Regions from separate parts of the Sus scrofa genome. Here region 2 is linked to region 1. The links are chromatin contacts, called in public Hi-C maps. All regions are on one chromosome and are shown on one strand. The core of a region is the stretch at or near the end of the contact, and the rest is flanking DNA. Distances in the headings are between cores, read along the strand shown.

Region 1 (3,652 bases), core at 1,137-3,636:
TGATTTTAAATTAATCTTTGGAGAAAGGGGCTCTTTCCTTCCTTGATTTCAAAAGGACGAGATTTACAAAGCTTTTCCAGACACAGATGGTCGGTAAATTTAGTTTCTTCAGCGAGATTCCGCATGGAACCGCCAGATGGCATAAGGATCGCCTTACAATCTCAGTTTACCCTCCCCCCCCCACCTCGTAAGAAATTTAGAAAAATTGAACACCAAACACTTTTATATTTTATAGCTAAATGAAGTGAGAATGTACTAGCACTCTTAAGGAGCTACATATTACGAAAATAAGCTTTGCTGGTTGCTTTAATGTGAAACTACCTCCTGAGATTTTGCCCAAGAAAGTTTGCAAGTAAAATACGCATCCAGTGAAAGTGTTTGCAAAAACATTTCCTTCAGGCAAAGTGTGCACCGTAAGCACAGCTTCACGCGAGTTAAAAGTATAGGAGCAAAAAGGTTATTAAGAAGGGTAAGAAGTGTTGTGTGCAGGATTTCTTGGGATTAAAATGAGATCGAAGGTGAATCTAAACTCAGCAAGTGGTCTTCCCGGGAGCGGAGCTCGGTTGGACCAGTGGGGCCGAGGTCGGATCGAGCTGCAGTTAGAGCAGCGTGGCTTTTTAAAAAGATTCTTTTTGGGGTACTGATTACAGATAGGGAAGACTTTCCATTCACAAATCGCTGTAGTCGGAGGCGTCGCCTTTGTTTAGCCAACCCGGGGCGGTGGCTTTGGGGATAAGACCCTATAAAGTATAGACCTCGGCACCTCATGCCTTCTTTAGGAGTTTATCTGTTTTTCTGTTTGGGTTTAACAGGAAGAGAGGGGTTCATGTCGCCCATACTTGAAGGCCAGACTTAGAGCTCATGGTATTTGCACAGGGGAGAAGGGAAGAAAGGAGAAAATACCCAAGTAAAGTAACAAGCCCATTTAGAAGTTGGCGCCCTTTTCATGGGAAACATCATGTTTTCTCCACTTATTTATACAAGCGGGACAATTGTAGTTTCCTTTCCATCATTCTACCCTATAATCTTGCATTTTAGAATTACAGTCAACAGTTAAAAATAGGTCTTAAGCTGGCATTTTTATTTTAAAAAATATTTCTGAAAATAGCCATTACGCCATCACCTTACAAAAAGGCGGATTCATTTGGTTTGTTGCTTGTGCTTTGCTGACTTTTGTTTGGCCAGAAAGTAATGGTTAGGGTGCCCACGTGAACTCACGTCTTCCCTGGCATTCTAATTGTGGGTCATTGCCTAGCTAACGCCATCCTTAGTGTCGGCAGGAGGAGAATCTGTACGTTTTCACCCTTTCGCGTTTCTAGGGATCAGCTTCACAAGCTGTAGGTAGGAAAACGCATCACATCCAGCCGCATAAACGTACGAGAATTGAATAAAATTATATTTTACTTTAGAACTACCAGTTCGGATTTGTTGGTTCAAGTTGGACCATAGGTTTATTTTATGTCATTACTTGCACATCGCCCCGTCCCCCAAGCGAAGTACGATCAGAGAGCATCATACAGAGGCTAAAGAAAAATTTTTAAAAATATATTGAGGGCGCGCTTATTTTTCTTAGGTAGTTAAGAGAGAGGTAGGGAAAGGCAGAGGTAGTTGACAGCAATGTCAACTCAGGTCATTTGGAAGAGAACCTTAAGTTTCTAAGGACAGTCTCACTGATCTCTTTTGCTTTCTGTGCTGCAAAGGGAGCAAGTTGTGTTTAAGCAGAGGTGGGGCCTAGGGGCTCTCCCGGAGCTAGCAGCTCCATTCCCTAAATTCTGTGTCTAAGCCGGGCCAAAGTTGCGAATTTGGCGCCCACGTGCGACGGGACCGCAGCTTTCGGGTGCTGGGCTGGCCCGCGTGGAAAAGGCCCGGGGACTGCGTGGCGGGCGCGCGGGGCACCGGTCCCAGGGGAGAGGGATGCCCAGCTCTCCTTGGAGCTCAGTTCCTGGCGAAAAGGTGGTGGGGGGGGGCGGAGGCAGGAAGCAGTTTGGCCGCCTGTCCCCGCAGCCCAGCCGGCTCGGGAAGTTGAGGCCGGCGGTCCTCCCTGGCCCCTGGCCCCTTCCCCCTGCGCCGCCCCTGCCCGCGCTCCTCTCCCCTTTCAGGGCCTCTTCCGGGCTGAGCCTAGGGAGTCGGTTTCCCCGGTCGAAGTGATTTCGCTCGAGTCGGCCCGGCGCGGTTGTAAATCAATCCCCACCCCCCTGGCCGCCCTCCGGAGCCGGGGCGGGGGCTCCAGGACGCCGGGGGCGCCGGGCCCGGCTCGCGGCCACCCGAGGCCCGCGGCCGCAGCTGGATCGGCCGCCTCGGGCGCGGCGGCGGGGGTTAAAGGCAGTGAATCAATCAATCAGCCCACGCCGCCCTCCCCGAACCCCCGAGCACTGCCCGCTGGGCCTGCTTAGTGTCTCGCCCACCAGCCTGCCTGGGGTCTGGGAGGCCGGTCTGGGCCGCTGCGGGGTCCGGGGGCGCCGCCCGTTCCCACCAGGGGCCAAGGTGGCCTGAAAGCCGCCCCACACCGTTTCCCCCCCCCCACCCCCGGCAACGGAGGCAATTCAGGCCGACGACAACATTGTCGCGACCCTCGTCCCCTCGTTAGCTCATTCCCACCAATCCTCTAGCAGAATAAAGCCCACTCTTCAATCTTTCCCGCGGCTTGAACCCCCAAACTCTGTCATCCCCCAAAGAGCGGCGCGACCGGGGGTAGAGAGGTTAGGCCGTAGAAGACAAGGACCCAAGCCAGTCGCATTATCTCTCTGGGATTCATCTTCTCGTCTGTAAAATCAAAGGGATGTTTTAAGATCTGCATTTTTTCCCCCTATGTAGTTTTGATTGGAGTGGAGAAGCCCGAACCGTTTTGGCTGGATGGGTTTGAGGAAGTTCCCTTTCCCTCCAAGTATATAGTTCCTCCTTCCCCTCTCCCACACCGGAGTTGGCACCGGGGCGTCCCGGAGAGGGGCTCCAGCCGCCAAGGGAGGGACCCTTGAACCTTTGAGAGACTGAGCCCTTAGCCGTGTTCGTTTCGGAGACGCCACCAGGGGGCGATAGAGCCCAAGGATAGAGCCTCAAGGCCCTAGGAGCTCTTTCCAAAAGTTTGTCAAACTTGGAGTTGATTCTTTTTTCTGTTTGTGTGACTTGTAAATGGCGCAGAGCTATTTCTCTTAAGGTTCCATTTGGTCATCAACGCTGGATGCTGTACGAGGTTCATGGGGAATCAAGTACAAAAGCATTAATGAGGAACAGGCTGGCACACCCTCAAGACCCAGCGGCCCCGCAAAATGCAGTGACTGTGCAAAGCGCTAACGCTAACTTTGAACGCAAAACTCGGGTTCTGAGGCCATGCATACTTTAGTGGGCTCGCAGGCTCCGAGCAAGCAATGGAGGCAAAGGCCAAAAGGCATTGAAACAGCGAGGACACACACATCAGGTTCATGTTGGGATAGTGAATGGGGTGGGGGGAGGCTGATGGGGTGGGAGAATACAGAAGAAAGTAGTTGAGAGAGACATTCTCAGGTTGGGAGAGGAGGCGGAGATGGTTTAGGTTAGAGAGTCCCAGTGCAACGACCTTCCTAAGTTCTGGAAAGTTTCTATCTGCGTATGAAAGAGAAGAGCCACCCACACCCCTGCTCTCGCCTCCAAAGGCAGCGTGGATAGTTCTTTCATT
Region 2 (3,387 bases), core at 872-3,371, 95 kb after region 1:
AGAAAATGGTGGATAATTTTTAACAGCAATGTAGTTTTTTGTACCTTCGAACATGGGTGTGTAGGGTCTTTTAGGACGTTGCGACATCCCAAGGCACATGTTGGAGCCACGCCCACAGGTTTTGTCTCCGGGAAGGTTATAGCGGTCATTCAAGTCCATACTTCCTATCCCCTTCTGGAGAGAGACTGAAAGAAGTAACCATCCCTGTGAAGTGACATGACAGGCATTTATATTTATGGCTCAGAATTTTCTGCGTTGCAGCGTGGGGAAGGCGTTATGGTATCTTTATGTCAGATACCTCTTACTGGGCCTCATAGTTTGCATAGAAGTAAAAAAAAAAGGAAGATGGAAGAGTGGTGTTTGTGATGGATTTTTCTGTTCTTTTATGTCTATAAAAGGCAACATGAAAGGACTAAGCTAATTCACGGCTGGGGCCATCCACTCACATAGTGAGAGTGAATTATCTGCACTTATGTATAAAGACTAAATAGTCTTTTTATTCCAGGAGTTCCCGTCACGCCTCAGTGGAAACTAATCTGACTAGGAACCATGAGATTGTGGGTTCGATCCATGGCCTCGCTCAGTGGGTTAAGGATCCAGCGTTGCTGTGAGCTCTGGTGTAGATCACAGCTTGGGTCTGGCTTTGCTGTGGCTGCGGTGTGTGGCTGTGGCCTAGGCCCGCGGCTACAGCTCTGATTTGACCCCTAGCCTGGGAACCTCTATACACTGTGGGTACGGCCCTAAAAAAAAAAAAAAAAGTCTTTTTATTCCAACTCTTTATCCCATTGAAATTGAACCATACCAGGCTGGTTTAAGGTTAGCCCCAAGGTAACCTGTCATGGGGAAATATTATGACAGTAAACAATTCAAATAAGGTTCTATTCAATGGCCATCACACAGGAGGAAGGAAGCACCACTGCTGACAGCCCAAAGGACCGTTTAATTCTTGCTCGCACGGTGAAGGGCAAATCAGGAAGGACACAGGTGCCTGATGTAATAGATGTTGGAACGTGAGCGAGAACTTGGTGGAATGCAGGGTGGGTGCACACGGCCAGGCCTTCCTCGAGAAGGTGGTGAACAAAGACACTGGTCTTTCCAGCACAGACGAGCCCACGTTCAGAGCCTGGAGCATCGGGCCTTTGATTGAGAAGTGTTTGGGAACCGGTGTTTGTGGTAGGGCCAGAAATGTGAGCATCTCACAACACTGGAGGTGAAGGCCTCGTGAAAAGTCATGAAGGAAGGGACGGGCGTTCAGGCCATCGGATGGTGACGTGGGGCCCCAGGATGGGATCCCTTTTTTACCATCCAGCATCCGGGAGCTCCAGGCCTCTGCTCCCTGGGAGCTACTCCAACAGGCCTTTTCAAGGCAATCCATCCTGAGCAAAAGGCTCCCCGCATCTCCTGATCCAGGACCTGAGGGCCCTTTGAGATGCCCTCAGGATGTTTGAGCTCTGTGTGTCTCTGCCTGCCTGTCCTATCTCTTCAGTTGCTTTCCTCTCTGCTTCAGCCATGCACATGTGCCGCAGTCACAACCAAGGACCTGCAAACCCATTTGGAAATGCTCACTTTACTGCTTCCCGTGACTGCTGCAGTTCTGTCGGTGCCGATGGCCACAGGCTGGCTCCTGAGGTGTCTCCCTGAGGCTGGAGCGCAGGAAGACAATGATCAAATCGGTCTCTCTCTCTCTCAGCATCCTGTCCATCTGCTCCTCTGCAGACACTCTCCGTGCCAAAAAGCTGGCTGATTCTGAACGTCCCCAGGCATCGGGGTCCTGTAGGAGGCACACATGGGAGGTCGGGCATCTGGGTGCCCGAGCCAGGGGCATGGCCGTGTGAGCAGGTTTCAGCCACCCCGGATGGCGGTTCTGCTCCGGACGTGTAGGGAGAAAGAAGCGATCGGAAAGAGAAAGACATCACGGCCCCGGGAGCCTGGAGACAGCTTTATGTACATGTTCTTAGAGGATTTGGCTAAACATTTTGTACGGTTCGTGGGAGCGAGTGCGGGGGGAGCTGTCATCCCCTCCCTGACGGGAAGCAGACGTGTTGCAACACGAGGGCCCGGCCGTGGGGCTTGGCAGCCCTGCTCGCCAGCGCCGCGCAGTTTGGTCCGAAGCGCTATTGCTACAGTTTAGAAGCGGCTCCCTGCCGTGTGGACGGGCTACCAGGGCAAAGCGGCCGACCCCGCACACACACGAGGACAGCCGCGCATCTTCGCAGCTTGCGGCCGAGGCTCTGAGTCCCCGAGTCCCCTCCTGCTCGCATGCAGACTCCGAGGGTGGGGGGAGCTCGGGGGGAGCAGGGGGAGTTCTCCCAGTCAGGCCGGGAGGCCCGGGGACCCCTCCTTTGCAGACTTGGGTCTTTGGTGTGAGCAGCCGTGGCGAGCAGTCTTTGGGGCCCAGCCTTGTTACCTTGCAGGTCTGGCCTCGGGGAAAGCAGAGAACGGGGCCGAAAAATAAAGGGGGAAGTGGTTGCTTGGTGCTGAGTTTGGCTTAGAGCTTTTAGAGCGTCACTGGAGCCTCCAGGCTCCAAGCAGATCTCAGAGGGAGTGAAACCCGCAGGAGCCCCCCCTGCCCCCCCAAGGTTAAGGCTGGGCAGGAAACCGCCAAGGAGGCCACAGAGCTTTTCACACAGCTTGGCCCGGGCAGGCCTTTCAGGGGCCTGGGCCACCTTTCACCACCCATCCCATTTCTTTAGACTCGTTTGAACCAGAGTCCCTGAATGTATTGAGTCAGAACTTCAGTTTTCCCAGAAGCAGAGCCCCCTTCTCACACCCAAGAGCGTGTCCTTGGCTGGCGAGTTATGTACCCTGCGGCCCAGCCAGGCAGGGACACTCTGGGGTTGTTTTTGTGCAGAAACTCCCACTGGGACTGAGGGAATGTGGGGGTTGGAAAAGGAAACTACCAGCAGAGGTTTGGAGGCGAGACGCCCAGACGCTGTTGGGGGACCCCCGCCCCCGCCCCCTTTCTCTATAATCGTCCTAGAAAAACAGGGGTGATGTCGTCATAGCAGCTGCTGATGGCCTGACAGACAGTTTCCGCAGCCCTACATGAGGCCCTTTGGTGTCCCTGTCAGGAGACTGGCAGCTGAATGACACCAATGAGGCCGGGCCCGTATTCCCTCTGGGAACGCAGCCCTAATTGATAGACAGAAGCAAAGAGAAGGATTGTTTTTGAACCTGAAAAGAATCCCCCTTTTTTCTCCCTAAAGCTCTGCCCCCCGCTCTCCACGGCTCTATTTTCCCCTCCCCCGCCCCGACACTTTTTTTTTCCCCCCGAGGTGTTTTGTTCCAGAGCAGTTACAGAGCTTAATGGAACTGAATGACTTTTACCCTTCACAATCTGTCACTCAAAAGCCCGACTCCAGGACTGTTAAACAAAGTCCTTTCAGA

The links. Hi-C and Micro-C count contacts between places; a contact is called where the count stands out from the background.
Region 2: a Hi-C map of omental adipose tissue shows a contact between it and region 1, with 1.8 times the contacts expected there. The contact joins two enhancer-like sites. A contact is called at or near these places in 11 of 47 Hi-C or Micro-C datasets (embryonic fibroblasts, fetal skeletal muscle, heart right ventricle and 6 more) and 1 of 2 datasets of contacts at active chromatin or transcription factors (skeletal muscle).

Annotation. Positions count from the first base shown.
Region 1 is chr18:46,505,500-46,509,151 of Sscrofa11.1, forward strand. No RefSeq gene overlaps it. Among named protein-coding and RNA genes, the nearest start is that of MIR148A, 92 kb to the left of the region's middle. Within about 2 kb of position 2,387, at least 24 of the 83 cell types and tissues checked have an H3K27ac peak or open chromatin away from gene starts, as enhancers often do. A contact at or near this core is called in omental adipose tissue, retroperitoneal adipose tissue and undifferentiated spermatogonia, where this site is marked.
Region 2 is chr18:46,600,535-46,603,921 of Sscrofa11.1, forward strand. All of the region lies in intron 2 of LOC102164754 (a long non-coding RNA gene), which reads left to right. Among named protein-coding and RNA genes, the nearest start is that of MIR148A, 190 kb to the left of the region's middle. Within about 2 kb of position 2,122, at least 33 of the 83 cell types and tissues checked have an H3K27ac peak or open chromatin away from gene starts, as enhancers often do. A contact at or near this core is called in omental adipose tissue, retroperitoneal adipose tissue and undifferentiated spermatogonia, where this site is marked.